2 separate regions of the Gossypium hirsutum genome follow, and region 2 is linked to region 1. A link is a contact called in public Hi-C data. All regions are on one chromosome and are shown on one strand. The core of a region is the stretch at or near the end of the contact, and the rest is flanking DNA. Distances in the headings are between cores, read along the strand shown. Region 1 has its middle 18 kb from the start of LOC107888467. Region 2 overlaps LOC107939130 (eukaryotic translation initiation factor 3 subunit M).

Evidence for each region. Hi-C and Micro-C count contacts between places; a contact is called where the count stands out from the background.
Region 2: a contact with region 1 is called in a Hi-C map of hypocotyl, with 4 times the contacts expected there. The contact joins two enhancer-like sites. A contact is called at or near these places in 11 of 34 Hi-C or Micro-C datasets (callus, hypocotyl, leaf and 1 more).

The regions. Positions count from the first base shown.
Region 1 is chrA09:2,084,445-2,087,550 of Gossypium_hirsutum_v2.1, forward strand. No RefSeq gene overlaps it. Among protein-coding and RNA genes, the nearest start is that of LOC107888467, 18 kb to the right of the region's middle. Within about 2 kb of position 1,472, at least 7 of the 9 cell types and tissues checked have an H3K27ac peak or open chromatin away from gene starts, as enhancers often do. A contact at or near this core is called in hypocotyl, where this site is marked.
Region 2 is chrA09:2,278,058-2,281,163 of Gossypium_hirsutum_v2.1, forward strand. LOC107939130 (eukaryotic translation initiation factor 3 subunit M) reads right to left here. Exons shown (of 10, transcript XM_041077609.1): 8 at 2,962-3,059; 9 at 2,816-2,885; 10 at 2,319-2,564. The coding sequence ends at 2,475. Among protein-coding and RNA genes, the nearest start is that of LOC121206592, 14 kb to the right of the region's middle. Within about 2 kb of position 1,429, at least 1 of the 9 cell types and tissues checked has an H3K27ac peak or open chromatin away from gene starts, as enhancers often do. A contact at or near this core is called in hypocotyl, where this site is marked.

The sequences.
Region 1 (3,106 bases), core at 222-2,721:
TGGTTCTCTTGATTTAACGGCTAGCTCTGGTGAACAGAGCAGTCGATCACAATGAAAATCCTTAGCTAGAATGTCCTTGGCTTGGGGAGGCCCCGGACTATTAAAAGGCTCAAGAATAAGTTGAGAGTCATTAATCCCCGGATTTTGTTTCTTATGGATACAAAATTAAACTCTAAAAGGATGGAGATGGTCAGGATGAATTGCGGTTTTGAGAATGGGATTGATATTGGGGCAGTGGGGTCTCGAGGAGGTATTTTATTGGGATGGAAAGGAAACGCTTTGGTTAGTCTTAAAAGTTTTTCTTCTTTTCATATAGATGTTGAGATTCATGACAATGAACATGGCGACACTTGGCGATTAACTGGGTTTTATGGGAATCCGGATGGAAGGTATAGAGGTACATCTTGAAAATTGCTTAGACAATTAAGCCATGACCAATACACTCCATGGGTTGTTTTGGGGGACTTCAATGAGATTACAAATTCTTTTGAGAAGAAAGGTGGTGGTCTTAGATCAGAACGCCAGATGAATGCTTTCTGAATGGCGCTGGAAGATTGCAGTCTTAATGATTTGGACTATGTTGGTCGGTGGTATACATGGGAGAGAGGGAATTTCTCTGACACAAACATACGGAAGCGTTTGGATCGTGGGGTTGCTACACTGAGTTGGATTAATAATTTCCCCAGTTATCAAGTAGAACACTTAAGTCATTCCTTCTCTGATCATTGCCCTATTCTGTTGGACACAATGAAAAAGAGTAGGAATGGTCTAGGTATCTCAAATAAAATGTTTCGGTTTGAGGCCAAGTGATGCTTGGATAGTTCTTTCATAGGACTGGTTAAAAGTTTGTAGAATGATATTTCAGGCAGCGTTCCGAAAAAGCTAGAGAGGCTTGGTCATCAACTTCAACGTTGGAGTACATCCAAATTTAGAGAGGATAAAAGAAATCATGTGGAATTGGAAGATAGATTGGAGTTTTTTTTTAATCAAGATCTCTCCGACGAGAATTTAGCGAAAATTACAGAGGTCCAATTGGGGCTTAATTTGGAGGCTAATAAAGAAGAACTGTTTTAAGAGCAAAGAGCTCGTGTTAATTGGCTACAGAATGGTGATCGCAATACTAGCTATTTTCATAAAATAACTATTCAACGCCAGTTTCGTGGTCGTATTTTAGAGTTGGAAAATGGGAATGGTAGAAGGACTTCTTCGACTGAGTTGTTAAATCTTGCTTCCGATTATTTTAAGAATCTTTTTTCGGCTTCTGAGGTGGGCTCAGACGAGCATGTATTTGGACTAGTGGAGAAAAGAGTTACTGAGAGCATGAATGATACACTTCTCAAACTGTTTACTGAAGAGGATATTGGTGCGGCAGTCAAGATGATGGCACCCTTGAAAGCACCTGGTGTGGATGGGTTTCCCACAATATTTTTTCAAAGGTACTGGAACTTAATTGGGCCTGATATTTCCTCTTATTGTTTATTTATTCTGAATGGATAAGCTGAAATAGCTGATATTAATAAGACACGTATTGTGCTGATCCCCAAGGTCGAAAAACCTAAGAATTTGTCACAATTTAAACCCATAAGCCTTTGTAATGTAATTTACAAAATTATCGCGAAGGTCTTGGTGAATCGTATGAGTAGTGTTTTGGAAGATTGCATTGATGAAGCTCAATGGGCTTTTATCCCAGAAAGGCTTTTATCGGATAATATGCTAATTGCTTATCAGCTCCTTCATTCTCTCAAAATAAAGAAAAGTGGCAAGAAAGGAAATTTTGCGCTTAAACTAGATATAAGTAAAGCGTATGATCGTGAGGAATGGGATTTTTTGGCAGGAATGATTACTCACCTCAATTTTCATGATTGGATTGTTTGGATAATGAGATGTGTTTGTTCTGTCTCATATTCGGTGAGCTTTAATGGGTCTAATGGTGAGTGGTTTTTACCTTCCAAAGGCCTAAGGCAGGGTGATCCGCTCAGCCCTTATCTTTTTCTCATTTTTTCTGAGGGTTTTTCTATTCTCATTAGGGAAGCAAAGCACAAAGGATTGATGAGGGTTGCATCAATTGGAAATAAAAGGTTGTCAATCAATCACCTATTTTTTGCAGATGATTGTATACTCTTTAGAGATGTTTCTTGCGAAACAGCTTATGCGGTTCGAGATGTCATCCATGAGTATGAAATGATTTCAGGGCAGCGTGTGAATTTTGATAAGTCCTTCATTTATTTTGGGGCTAATGTGGATTCAACTATCAAGGGAAACATTATCAATCTTTTAGGGGTTAGGTTGGCTGCAAGTCCAGAAAAGAACTTAGGCTTGCCTATGATGGTTGGTCAGAATAAAATGTGGGCTTTCTCCCATTTTGTTAACAGGTTCAGAAAATAGGTAAAAGGGTGGAGTTTACGCTATCTCTCAATTGGGGGGAATGAGGTTTTCATCAAATCAGTATTACAAGCCATTTCGCTTTATGTAATGCAATTCTTTCTTATGCCAAAATCGTTATGTCGGAAGTTGGAAGGCATAATGAACAAGTTTTTGTGGACAAATAACAAATCCGCGAAGGGTATTCATTAGAGTCCTTGGGATTTTTTATATAGACCAAAATGTGTTGGTGGGATGGGTTTTAAAAATTTGTTTCTGTTTAATAAGGCGTTGTTAGCTAAGCAGGTTTGGTGCATTTTTTCTCAGCCTAATTGTCTTTTAGCCAAAGTTTTAAAAGCTCTCTATTTTCCATCTTCAGACTTATTGTCAGCAAAAATTGGGTCTTACCCTTCACTTACCTGGAGAAGTATTTGCAGTGCCACAGATTTGATTGAGGAAGGGTTGGTATGGCGTGTTGGTAGTGGTACTCGAATTAACATATGGCACGATTCTTGGTTGCCTGGATATGAGAACAATAGAATATCAAATTAGAAGATAATGCCTAAGTGGATGAATGTGAATCAATTAATTGAGGCTGAGACCAATACCTGGGATAAGGAGTTAATACATAAAATAGTTGATGAAGACACGGCAAGGCATATTCTATCCATTACCATTTCTGGAACAAATACAGGTGACATGTTGGTGTAGAAACATGAAGGTTCTGGGGAATACACTGTGAAAA
Region 2 (3,106 bases), core at 179-2,678, 190 kb after region 1:
TTGAAGTGGAAGCATTTTAAGTTATTAGTCCTATAAAGTAAGAAAAAAGTTAAATAATTATGAATAACATGAATTGCAAATTGATTTCATTAAAGAAAGATGGTAAAATATCAAAATGTGGCCTAACCTATAGCATAGTTGAGAGATTGGATTTTCCATATGTGAATTAATGGATAAATAATGAATAAGCAAATTATAATTTGTAAATCCAATTAGAATTGTCTAATAGCCTATTAATGGATAAATAAGATGTTGATTGGCAACTCATGATTATTGAATAGCATTTCAATGTCTTCATTCATTTAAAATAAATTTGCATATGCGATTTTTAATTTTAAAAAAATTAGGTAAGCTATAGAATTAATATTTTTTTTAGTCATCCAACTATAAAAATTTTCAATTTAATTACTAACATTTTAGATCATTTCTATTATGGTCACACACGTTTTATATCATTTCTATATTGATCGAAAAAAAAAAGTCGCTTATATGATTTTTAACTTTTAAAGAAAAAAACTAGGGAATGCTATAGAATTAGTCATCCATTTTTGTTTTAGTTACCTAACTTTAAAAATGTTCAATTTAATCACTAATATTTTAGATCATTTCTATTATAACCACACATTTTAAATTATTTCTATTTTGGTCATATTTCGTTAAATGGTTAACTAAAGTGATGATGTGACCTTTTTTTTAAATTGACATAATAACAAATTTAGTCCTCAATATTCATATATTCAATCAATTTAATCCTATTTCTAAATAATTCAATAAATTTAACACTCAATATTTACAAATTCTATCAATTTGATCCTCAAACACATATAATTAAGTATAAATTATATATTAGAAAGCCTCGAACAACTCTATATAATTGAAAAACTAGTATAAAATTGATGTATTGGCCATGAAAGCACTTAATCTATTAAGGTAAAGAACATTATTTATGAGAATGCATTTGATTATAAAATCTTTTGTATTGTAATTTTTCAAAAACTGAATTTAGTGGCAAGTATACTAATTTTTAAAAATACAAAAAAATGAAGAAATTATCACTACAAATATGATAAATTTAAATTCGCTTATTGTAAATATCAAAGATAATAACTATTTCTACAAATATAAAAAACCGAATTGTGTCCCTTTTTTTGTTCTTTGTTTCGTATCTTTGTTTGGAGAAATACCCACTTTCGCAAGCACTTCTTCACTTCCACTTTAATTTTTAAAACTAAAATTTATCGTCGGTCTAAATGACCGAAATGCGTTGCATGCACTTAGCCCCGCCTATATTATTATATATTAATAATTAAAGTACATTATTCCATTTGATTTAATTATAAAAAACGAAATATTAACACAACACATTCCAAGTTAAAAGAAATTAGAGAAATTTTCGGACCTACCATTAGCGTCTTCCTATAAACTTGGTAAGGTAGGCATTATTTCACCAACCCCACCAATACCTTTGATTATTTATGGATAAAAATACAATGGGAGACTTTTTATTATGATTAATTCCATAAGATTAAAAATCACATTGATCTTTATATTAAAAATTCCATCTATTTTTATTGTTAATCATCTCAATTTTTAACAGTAAAATGAAAAAATATTCTTAATAAAAACAATTTATTACAATGATTAATTTACCTTTTTTAGATTAATTTATAGATGTATCACTTAATAAACTTTCTAACATAATTCATGAACCTACTCGGGTCAACTTCAATGATTCATTTTACTATTTCATAAATAATAATAGAATATTAAGAAATATTATATTATTTTATCATTTACTTCAAAAAGAATTACTATCAATAATATCTACTATATTAATTAGCAAAAAGAACATCACTCACGATGATGATAATAATATTAATAAAATAAAATCCAATAAATAATTGCAATAGTGGACACTACCCCAACCAAATTCCAAACTTACCTTCTTTTCTTATCTCTAAAATAAAATACTCTTTTTCACGACATCACATGGAAACACTATCATCTAATATATCAAGAATTATTAATAGTAAAAATACTATTGAAACCTAGATTGCATTTTGCGTTAAAATATTCTTTTACCATTAAAAATATGATATGTATATTTAATGTTGCCGTGTCAATTTTTAAATGAATGGTCAATTTATTTTTTCATCTAATATATAGAGACTAATTTACCCATCTTTTTAGTTAAAGGGCAAAATACAACCCCACCTCAACTACAAAAGCCTCCATGATACTATTACCAATTATTAATACATTAAACAAAATTGTGAAATGAAAAAATAATACCGACACAAACAAGATCAAGAATTGCATGCAGTGTCAAAATTTTTCGACTAGATCATATGATTTAAAGAAAAACCAAGTAGTTCGAATAAAATGGTTTTGCCCTACTCACAACCGGATCTATTGCGGATAAACAAGATTTATCTAACAAAAAAATGGCTTTAAAAAAAATAGATATACATGACTTAACGAATTGTTGTACCCTGCCCAGCTGGTATACCTACTTCAATAACCTTGTTTGCTTGAATGGTGCTGATAAGACTGGCAACATTGCCCTGGTGAATGAAATGGGTTGGGTTGCTAAGTATAAACAAGAGTTCAATAAAATAAGAGACTCATACTCCTTTGGACATGATAATATTTCACTACAAAAAAGATTAATCTATGCAGATAGTAATTACGGACAAGCAGAAACAACAGGGATATGTTTTCGACTATGCCCAACAAAAATACGAGTTTTCAAACAGTTCGATATTAAAAAAAATTAAATAAATAAACAAAGCATCTATTGTATGAAATACTTTACCCTCCATGTTTCTAGTTTTGATCGAAGAGACAGCCATTGATGCGGGCCAAAAATGTGCTCGCTGCAGCGGCTGCATGTTGAATGAAGAAATGAAACCAGACAAACTTAAATCACACATCACCAGAAGGAGAGAACTAACAGCTTACCTTACAATCACAACCTGATTCATCTGATCCATTTTACAGTCCATTAGTTTAGCAGTTATTGCCTTAACAACCCACAATTCCACCTCGTCATCATTGATCTACAAAGAAAAAAGCCTAGATTATGGCATCATGCATCAAATGTGGT